Linked DNA regions of Rattus norvegicus: all the other regions are linked to region 3. The links are chromatin contacts, called in public HiChIP or PLAC-seq maps. All regions are on one chromosome and are shown on one strand. Each heading gives the region's core, a stretch centred on a gene start, on an enhancer-like site or on the middle of the called end of the contact. The rest is flanking DNA. Distances are from core to core; before and after follow the strand shown. Region 1 overlaps LOC102554306 (a long non-coding RNA gene). Region 2 overlaps LOC120100662 (a long non-coding RNA gene). Region 3 overlaps Mir9-2hg (Mir9-2 host gene).

What was found. HiChIP or PLAC-seq counts read pairs in DNA pulled down with a chosen protein or histone mark.
Region 1: a contact with region 3 is called in an H3K27ac HiChIP or PLAC-seq map of oligodendrocytes, with 15 times the contacts expected there. The contact joins two enhancer-like sites. A contact is called at or near these places in 1 of 12 Hi-C or Micro-C datasets (frontal cortex) and 1 of 1 datasets of contacts at active chromatin or transcription factors (oligodendrocytes).
Region 2: a contact with region 3 is called in an H3K27ac HiChIP or PLAC-seq map of oligodendrocytes, with 9 times the contacts expected there. The contact joins two enhancer-like sites. A contact is called at or near these places in 1 of 12 Hi-C or Micro-C datasets (frontal cortex) and 1 of 1 datasets of contacts at active chromatin or transcription factors (oligodendrocytes).

Annotation. Positions count from the first base shown.
Region 1 is chr2:16,573,120-16,576,643 of GRCr8, forward strand. LOC102554306 (a long non-coding RNA gene) reads right to left here. Exons shown (of 4, transcript XR_590807.4): 1 at 1,937-3,524. Among named protein-coding and RNA genes, the nearest start is that of Tmem161b, 130 kb to the left of the region's middle. Within about 2 kb of position 1,537, at least 71 of the 93 cell types and tissues checked have an H3K27ac peak or open chromatin away from gene starts, as enhancers often do.
Region 2 is chr2:17,045,399-17,048,815 of GRCr8, forward strand. All of the region lies in intron 2 of LOC120100662 (a long non-coding RNA gene), which reads left to right. Among named protein-coding and RNA genes, the nearest start is that of Ccnh, 520 kb to the right of the region's middle. Within about 2 kb of position 1,468, at least 15 of the 93 cell types and tissues checked have an H3K27ac peak or open chromatin away from gene starts, as enhancers often do.
Region 3 is chr2:16,057,507-16,061,147 of GRCr8, forward strand. The region is part of intron 3 of Mir9-2hg (Mir9-2 host gene); the gene reads left to right. Among named protein-coding and RNA genes, the nearest start is that of Mir3597-2, 130 kb to the left of the region's middle. Within about 2 kb of position 1,710, at least 8 of the 93 cell types and tissues checked have an H3K27ac peak or open chromatin away from gene starts, as enhancers often do.

The DNA.
Region 1 (3,524 bases), core at 287-2,786, 520 kb after region 3:
GCAGAGGACCTTCCCTGCCACCTTTTTTTACTGGGAAAACAACTGGGAAGCTCCTGGGTTCACAAAACTAGATCAGTTCCCGTCTTTTGGAGAAAGAGAAAAATGCTGTCTCTACCGTGCTTTCAAAAAAAATAATAAAAGACAAACCAACGGAAAGCATAGCAAATGAATGTCTAATTTCTTAGAGATTTTTAAAGAAGCGTTTCAGAAAGCTATATTCAGGCTGAAGTCATTTCGAAGTATTGTTTGAGCGAATAGGTTCCAGCACTCAATTATCTAAGATGCATTAATTATTTCTTTGAATCCAACTCACTTTGGTAACAAGAATGTATTGGTGTGGGTCTTAGAAACCCTTGGCTCTCTGACATGTTTCATAGCTGAATAGGGTGGGTTTCTTTTTCCGACAATTGTACTGAGCGCTGCTGCTGATCTGTCCTCTGCCTGTGCCCATGGGCGGAGGACACAGGCTGTGGGTGTGTCCCGCCCACAGACGCGCGTGCGTGTGTATTGTATACATGTATTCTCTAGTGTGTGCCTCAAATGGAGCCATTTTCCCCCTTTTAGCGCCCTGCGTGTATTAGTAATATGCAAATAGAATCATTCTGCTTGAGTATATTTTGGAGGGGGAGGGGATGAACCATTTTAATTCTGCTCTAGTATTTCTTCGGCAATATTTTCTCTGCGTGTGAATTTGCATGAATGCATTTTCTGAGGTGTGGATTCTGTACGTGTGCGTGTGTGTGCTTGTGTGTGCTTGTGTGTTCAGAAAGACCATTGGCTCGTCAGCGGGTGTGTGCTTCAGCGTGTGAGAAGCATGTAGACTCTGAGGACCTTGGGAGCAGCCCATGTTCTCTCCGGGTGATCTGTCTGTATCTGCCCTTGTGTTTTGTGTTCTTGATGTGATTGTGTGCGTTATTTACATGCGTGCTTCTATTCTTTTGCCTTCGTGTAGTGCTTTTCTCTACAGTCCACACATCTCACATATATTCTTTTATCTTTTGGCAACATGCCTTTTTTGTTCCTCGAAGGATATTTATTGATGTGATAATCTGAAATGAAAAGTGGTCTCCCATGAAGGAGATGGAAGAGAAAGGAGCGTTCATCTTTCTTAATAGACGGGGCAGTGCCAGTTGACTGGATCACAGGGTTTCTCTGCACTTTCTGCGTGAGCCTGCGTGTGGGGGTGGGGGCGGGGACGGCTGAGGGAGGACGGAAAAGGACCCTTTAAGCAGAACAAAGATAGGACATCGCGCCTCCTGGCGTCCAGATCGCATACTGCATCTACCCCGCTGCTGCGACTTTCAGAAATCAGAATTCAGAGATTTTTCTCCTTAAACCATTCAGGGGCCGCCTCTCAGACCCAGCCCCCGGACCTCAGCCAATCACCGGACGCCATGCAAATCACCTCTTTCGCCCTCCAAACCAGCGTCCAGTTTAGCGGCAGTTTCTGCAGCCCCGCCCATCTTGGTCCTTCCCTTCCCTTCCCCCTCCCTCCTCTGCCTCCGACAGAGCAGCAGCTGCTTGGGAAGAGGGCAGTGCTGGGTGCTTCATGCATATGCAGACAGATCCATCCTCCCCCTCCACCCCTCCTCTCACTCCCTCCTCTCTCCCTCTCCTCCCGCCCAGCTTTTCCTCGCTCCCCAGCCCCCACCACGCCGCCCATTAGTATCTCCCAGCCTCCTCGACGTGTAGTTCCCAGCTCTGGTCCAGGCAGCTGCTATCCACAAGGATGCCCAGGCGCGCCATAGGAGTCAGAGAAGGAGAGGGAGGAAACCTCTGCCTTTGAAATCCGCTCGAAGGTCAAGTTTGTGGCTTGCGGTGCGGGGAGCCAGAGACGTTGAAAATGCTCTGTTGAGTCTGCAGGAAGATGGTGCATGCTTCCCTTGGCTTTCTCTCACTAAAGAGCAGATTAATTTCTCTAAAATACACAAAGTACCGGTCACGTCCAGAGGCAGGGTGATGATAGATGGCTCCGCGTGCCCACAGTTACAGTCTGTATTTATCTTGCACATCAAGGTTCCTTAAGCCACAAAGCACTGGAGAGGAGATCAAAGGGCGTTATATCTTCTTAGGTGCAGGAAGGGTGGGGAGTGCGGCTAGCCCGGAGAGCGTTGGCGCGGGACCTGCTTGAGGTGGGCAGTTAAACGATAACTCCGGAAACATGACCTGGGGCCCACGGAAAGGAAAAAATAATAATTCTGTGAGAAGGCCAATATGCTATTATGCATATGCAGACTGCGTCCAAAGCCCTTTCGAGACGCCCTAAACGTTTTCAAGTTTTGAATACCTCGCTGAACTGACTTAAAAGTAGGGGGAAATGTCACCGTGAAAACAGCGCTTGTAGAGTGCTTGGAGATCCACTAAGGAGAAAGCCGAACTGTGGAATGACCTTGTTTTATAGATCTACTTCAGCCCCGAAATACCTTGAGGACTTTCTAAAGGGAATTGCAGCAGTTTCCCCTCAAATCTTACTCGGTGGAGAAGGGAGGGCATAGCAAATTTAAAACTGCACTTTGTTAAGATAATTTACCGACCCCCCACCCGCTTTTTAAAATCCAGGGCGTATTGTGTGCTGAGCATCTTCCAAGCGAAGCGCTTCATGTATCTCCCAGTTCTCAGGTGCCACGGAAATTAGGGAGAAAAAAAACCAAAGAACCAAAAACAACAACAACAAAAAACCCCAGCAGCTCAGAGCGGTCTCTGCCCTTGAGCTGCTCCGGCGCTAGCAGGAGGAAAATCTGTAGGTGGTGCTTCACAGCCCAACCGGAAACAGCCCCGAGAGCCCTCAGACTGCAGTGAAACAGCGACTTGGTACATTCCTATAGTGGAATACAGGGCGGCAGCAATTAAAAGTGAATGGACGATCTTGAAGGCAGTGTTGGATGAAAAAGCAAATCGCAAGAGAATGTGATATTAATACAATGTTACTGTCTATTAACATAATACTGTAACAGACCACAAAAACACAGAAAATGCATGATAGGAAGCATAACATCGTGTCGGGGAATGGGGTGTGGAAACTGGAGGAAGGAGAGGACATGTTTTAGTCACAACGATTCGAGCTCTATGAGTAATGCTTATTCCTTTTAAAGAACTAGAATATGAGGAAACATACTCACGGGAAGGCTTTATGGAAAAGCTGGCGCTGATGCTAAATTTAAAATCTTGAATATGATAAGCAGAAGGAATCGGAATACTCGGAAGACAATTTTCCTGAATGGGGGAAAGAAAAGTGTAGCCCACAAGAAGCTTTTACAGTCTTGAATTAAGATTTCAATCTACAGTGAGAGCCACTCTTTTGGGGTGCTCGATTCTGTAAGCTTTATGAATTCACAGGCAGGGAATAGTTGCAGAAGCAGGAACAACAGCTCCCCAATTCCTTTGCTGTCTTTATGGCAGCTTCTTCTCCTACCCTTGAGACCCCAGATCTTTGACCTTGACTCCATCCCTATACTTCGCCCTTTCCCGAAAGTCATAGAAATGGAATCCTGCATAGTGTTGCTTTTCTCATTGGGTGCCTTTCA
Region 2 (3,417 bases), core at 218-2,717, 990 kb after region 3:
GAGTGACCTTATGCTCATCCCCATCGTTGATGTTAAATAGTGAGGAGCAAAATGGGTTATACCATCAGTCTTGCTTTATGTTTCTCAAACCAACAAACAGCCTAAGAGGGGAAGCTCAGTTGTGTATTCATAGGGGTCCTGTTTTCTGATTTTTGTCTCTAATTTTTTATTGATCTGTTACAACCCACTGTGTTATAATAATCATAGGAACTTTAGGGATTATATCCAAGGTAAAAAATGATAGAATCAATTTCAAGAGAAATTGAAGACATAACTTATTAACCATGCCGTATGTTCACACCACAAATTAACTGAAATTTTCTCAAACTAGATCCACACAGAGAGGGCACTACAGATAACGTTGACTGTGAAGGAAGTTTTACCACCATGGTACCCAATGATTCCTCTCACCCTTGCATTTTAAAGAGCTATGATTCCATCATTGGATCCTTGTTTTACTAAATGTTTTAAATGGATGTTTGGTATAATCTCTAGTTTTGGTAAATTTATAAAAATCAAAGCTGTGAAAATACTTCCAACAATATATCTTCTTCTCAGATAATATGTAAGGGATAAAAAGCTTTTCAAGGGTAGATTATAAAAACCAACTCTCATCCCCCAAACCAGAAATCCTTGAAATTTTAAACTGATATAATTTTACATCTATCAACATTGTAAAGCCATTAGAAGTATAATTAGATGTATAGATTATATAGCTATATCAGTAGTACGTGGAATAAATTACGCACTTCAGCTTACCAATGTGTAATACCATTTTTGATCATATGTAAATCTGCTATGAGACTTTTAAAGGAATATCAAAAATATGCCCCAACTACAACAGATTTGTCATTCATGCACTGCTGAGCATGGAGGCCTAATTTACCCTTTTGCCATTATTTTAAATTAAGGCACTTATCCAAAGATCAAAACATCGTCTACAATGGACATTTGTGAAGGCAGATAGTGATAACATCTGAAGGGGTGTGGTAATTGTTCCTGGTGTGGAGGTACAGGGATAGAAATGTTTGATATGTATCTTGGGAAACAGGAAATGTACCACATATAAAAGTACATCTGCAAGTGTGGACGGGCAGACTAGAAAATGCCCAGTGACCGGGCAAAAACTTTAAACATTGTATTTGAGAAGCAAGAACAAAGACGTGCTTTGCCTAGCTGGTAGAGGATGTTAAAGGGGGAATGTCTCCTTTGTCACGGCAGTTTTAAATCCAGCATTTCATATTACAGTCCTTAATGAGAGACGCCAATAGTGTAAGGTGAAGAAAAAAACAAAGAGATTTTTTTTATAGAAAAAAAAAGAATTAAGAAAAAGAAATATGAATGTGAATGTTTAAACTTTGCAGTTGTTGCAGGCCCAGCGGTGAAGGGACTTTTCTGTCCATCTATTAAGGAAGACCCCATAACAAATAGCACACTATCCCCCAAAGGGAAGAGAGTAAAGTTCTCAGGAAACCCCAGCAAACACTGACATGATTTTTACTATTCCAAATTTAATCTGACATTTTCTGAGTGCGTGTGGAAGGAGGACAGAATACTCCCTTTGTGTCCTGGAAAGTGTCATGCGACACAAAAAGATCTTTCTCAAAGAAAAGGCATCTTACATGACTAACACTGAGCTCGCAGCTTGAAAAGAATAAACCCCTCAATGTCGCACTGTGCAAGGTGGCTGAGCAGGTCCAATACAGTGCTTTCATGCCATCTAGTGGTCATCTGAGAAGTCTCCCCGAGACCCCGGGATCTCAAGGAACCAATTCCTGTTTGGGGCAACTGATAGAAAGGAGTAGCCAACCTCACCACCACCACCACCAACGACCCCAAAAAAGAAAGAAAAGAAAAGAAACACGAGGTTGAAGAATATGAATATTTTAGGACAAAATAGCTCATCGGCTTCAATAACCTTCAATAAATTTATGGTACCATTTTAGTTTGAGTGGAACTAGTCTTCTCTGGCCCTTCTTTCCCTCCTTCAGCCCTTTCCTCTCCCTTTTCAAGTTTTTCTTTTTCATTTTCTTTTCATTAGATTGAACTTTAAACAAAACACATCCGTGTTTTGATTTCCAGTTTCTGAAAGAATTAAAACATCACCTGCTTTCATACCTTTGTGTGGGTATTTTAAGACGTTTCTTTGAAACAAACCATCTCCCCACCACCCAAATAAAATGTCAGGAGGCAAGGCAGTGCATAACTAAATTCCTAGGTAATAACTAAATTCCTTCTTTTGGAAAGGCACAGTGCCTAAACTGTTCTCGAATTCTCTTCCGATGTCGGCCCTCAGACAGGCTGCCCTATACGCAGCACTCGAAGTATCGAACTGTGAATTGTTCGAAAGCAAAAGTATTTATTTTTCCAATCTGCTAAATAGCTTTAAAATGTCATTTTATGCATCGCATGTCCAGGTGTGCCGCTTATACTTTGTCTAATAAGTCATCTTCAAATACTGGATTTTCTTTCTAGTTGAGATTCATTTCAAAAGCTTAAGAATTCTTTTTTTTTTAATCTCGTACATTTTAATATTATTTTTACTGTTTCTAAGAATTTGTCTTTTAAGGGACTCAAAAAGTTGACTTATAATTGTGTGGAACAAATCTTTGAATGATTTCAGTCAGCAACCAGTGTTTTTATGCTATTGGGGGAGCCTGAGCCTTTCCCTTTTCTTTCTTCCTTTCCTTCTTTCTTCCCCTTTTTTCTTTTCTTTCATTCTTTTTCATGAAACGGCAATTTTGAAGGCTTCATGACTTAAGAACAATACAGATTTTATAGCGGTTAGAGATCCATAAAAAACACAAACTGGAGTGGTGCTCAAATGCTGGTCCAGGCTTTGAATTAAAACAAAATACTTACTTAAAATGACTTAACAAACCCACACAGTCCTCGCAAATATTCCAAGTAATATTGCAACAGAAAATAATTTTGTTGGTTATTTTTCCTCACTTTTGGCACGTGCGCGTGGGCACACAAACGCTGGGACATTCAATGCCAGTGGTTCCATTAGACAGAAATAAAAATCATAGACTTAACATTGATTACATTCGCCATAGTTATAGTCTCGGTCAGTGTAAATTTTCATCCTGTAAGTTAAACAAAGGCACACATATTTTAAAGTAGATGTGTACTTCAAAATTAAGATTTCTTTAAATCTCAAACTATGTACCAAATATAGTATATAGTATAAATATGCATAAAGACACCAAATCTAAATTTTCACCTTTTAAAGGACTATAGAAGAAAAACTATGTCATTTAAAGTTTTATTTTCCTTTTATCTCCTTCTTGAATGACAATATGATCTTAACCATAAAAAATAGCTACTGATTATATACATATTCTATATCTATATATTCTATACATATTAAAGAAATGTTTGCTGATTATATCTATCTATTTTACTATTTCAAAT
Region 3 (3,641 bases), core at 460-2,959:
TTAAAATAGTACAGAACAATATTTAATTGTTTAAAGTTTTGATCCTCAATCTGAAATCATGAAAGTGCATGCCTGAGAAAAAAAGAATTCTGACTCTGTTTGATTGGAATGAGGAGTGTGATTTTCAATCAAGTCAACTTTTAGTGACTTTATTTTTAACACAATTAAAAATATGGCTGATATAATGACGTGAATGAACAGTTATTTTGCTCTTTTTGGTGATGGCACGAGGAATGGGTAATGATTGCCCCACTATTTAAAATTCTTGATATAATTCACATTCACTCACTTTGAACTTAAGATGCCTCTCAATCACATTGTGGGAGTCTCTATATCTTCAATGTAATTAGTACCATACAGCATTCATGACAAACAGTCTGAACAAGAAAAAGGAGTCCTACTTGATAATCGTAAATATGAGATTGTCACGCGAGTCATAATTAGTCACCAAGACAAAGATAATGTTTAAATCTCTAACAGGTGCAGCTGACTTAGAACAAAATTCAAATATGCTCCAAAGAGATCAGTGTTTCAAGTTTCTATGCTTAATAAAGTTGGTAGACCACGTTTGCCAAATAGTTCTGTCAGGCAAGCAACCATAGTTTAAAAGTAATTAAGCAATTTTGTTCTCATCTTAAAATGTTATATGCAAAACCACATGCTTTCGTTGGTTTGAAATGTATAATACACATGGTGTAAATATTGCTGAATAAAAAAATCCATACAGTATACTTTATAAACTTCAACAGGTAGATAATCATTGTAAAACTTACTTTAAAAAACACCTAGCAAAGAGTTTGATTGTTTAACATTTTTATTATTCAAGTCCTTACCATTTCATACTACTCCCTGGAGAGGGGTTGAAGAAATATTAAAAATACTATAGAAATATAAAGGATAAGATATTTGTCACTCCCGTTTAAATTGATGTATGCTGCTGTCCTATAAACGTCACATCAGATAACCCTGAAAAATTACCATGAATCTCCATAATTACGCATATTCATGATGGTGTTTTGCATACTGCTAACAGCCGAATGCATGTGGGGTGGGACATGAATGGGGTAAGAATGATGTGACAGATTAAAATTATTACCAGTATCATGGAAATAGGCATAGCAATAGTACCATTTTGTGAAGGCTTAGTAAACAAAAGCATATCATGGAATTGCATGGTAGTTAAATAAGTAGACATTTTTTCTGTTACATATTTTTCCATATGACATTAACAGGGATAAACTGACCAGAAATGTCATTCTTACTTGAAATATACTTGTATTTGCCGTACGCTCCTAGGTATAAGGCTGTACCAACTGAAGAAGGGGTGTGCTTTATAACTTTTCTTTGCGGGATGGGGGTGGGGCCGATGGGATGAGGGTGACTTTCAAGCTCACTTAAATATGTGAGTTTCTTATATGATAGACAAGCTCTTGATATCCCGAGTGCAAAACACCTAGCTATGTTTCTTTGCTTCTGGTAACTCTGAGTCATATCCAGGAACGTGTTAAAATGCTCTGAGAGACAGAAAAGTTGTTTGGTGTCTATTTCAATAGACATTTTGTGCTGAGGCAAAGAGCAGAGTTAATCGGGGACTCTAGAAGTAATTGTCGACAGAGTTTGGGTAATACAAATGCTTGGGTAAACAGCGACTGTTCTTTCCACAAGATTGCCAGTCGAAACAACAATACTGGTATTGTCGTCCACTTCTCATTAGGGGAACTTGAGGAGGGGGTGCTGCACCGCGAGGCGGATGGGAAACTGACAGGCAAACTGTGCTGGGAACAACTCCCCTCGTCCCACTACCACAGGCTCTGGCTTTTGGCATCAGGAGTGCCAGCTGCATGAGGAGAAGCCAAGCTTGTCATACCTTCTTCACATCAAATCTTCAGGGCACAAGAGCCAGAGCCTAGTTAGAGCTTAATGAAGAAACAAATACAAAAGGGAAGACTAGGCCTTGTTAACACTTGCATTCATTGCCTTGTATCGAAACTGCACTGGGAAGGTTGTCTTATAGAGCTCTGTCTTCTCTTCAGCAGAGAAGTTACATTAAGGATGCATTTTTGTGTTGTAAAAGGGTAGGGCGGGGAGGGAATCTTTCAGTACTCTTGCAACTATCAGTTAGCAAATTGTTTTGTCAAAAATGCCATATGAAACAGTCATGTCCATGACAACTGTCAAAACTGGTAAATAAATACTTTTGAAATTTGTATATTAATAATATTGGACTCACTGCCGTGTAAGGCATACCCTTGCATGCGTATGTGGTACCAATACATTTCTTTGAAAGACTGGACTGTGAAATTCTGTCCATTGTTAAGAGATAACAGCCCCCTCAATGGCGTGAAACATTCATGTTTTGTGGCACTACATTACTTTTCAAATTAGTTGTATTTGAGAAAAAGGAATCATATTTTTGAAGTTCTCTATAAAGTATCTGGAAAGTTTGACAGCGGAATGCTACAATTATTTCTTTTATTGTTGTAAGCAGTCAGTCAACTGCACAAAAGTGTATTGTGTACATCTGCAATGCAAAACCTGTGTTTGTTTATGCTGTCAACTCCTTACTGTGTTAGGTGCATTTTAAATGATACTGTCCTGAAGGGAACACTTAGACTTAATGGAATAATGTACTTTCTACGCCACACTCCCACACATTGTACATAGGGTCTCCTCAGGAAAGACACATCTGTGGTTCTTGAACTTGCGAAAGTGTTGAAGGGAAGCAGGTTATTTGTCAAGGGATCTGAGAGAAGGATGGACATGGCTGTATTAGAAGTGAAATACTTGATTTTTACAAATTCATGCCTTAGATGCAAGCTCAATGGTACACCTTGTATGTACGTGAACCTTTGCTTGACCTGTAGAAAAAAGTAGAAATATGGAGAGCTGGGAATTTTACAGGAAGTTAAGTCACGGTTGTACTTCCTGTAGTCATATTCAACTAAACAAATGCAAACGTGCTGCTAAATGAGTTTATTTTATAAGAAAAGTACTTAAAATACACTACAGGAATAGCTGCAATAGAAGTCATTTCACATACACCCTATCAATCCAAGGGAATTCACACCTACTCTTACATTATGATAGTGACAAAAGGTTTGTAGCTTTTGCTCCATAAAGAAAGCTCAGGTTGGTCTATAATAGGATGTCACAGCTCATATTTTGTCATATTATGACAAAAGAGAAAACAATATTTTTGTATTACAGAAATGATACCTTCTGTTCTGTTGGTATATGATGATAGCATAAAATTAATGCCATGTATCGAGTCCTACTGCAATTTTGCTATTTGGGGTCATTATATTAGCATGATGTGATTTGGTCCATGGTATATGCACATGAAATACAGGTATTATAAATTTCTTAGTCCACATACTTCTCTGCACTCTAGTATCATGGATGTCCCCAGCCTAACATGGCTGCTTCTTAAAACCTGGGGTCGTGTTGTAGGGAACTGACCTCATCAAAAACACTTCTCAGAGAAAATTGCTACAACAAATTTATTATTCAAATGGCACTTGCTGTTTTTAGCATTAATTCTCTGGTGTTTACAGACCAAGGGTTATTGCATCCTGATTGTTACTACTTTTTACTTATTAACTTTATTAGTGATCAGCTTTTAGTAGTTTATAATTAAATGT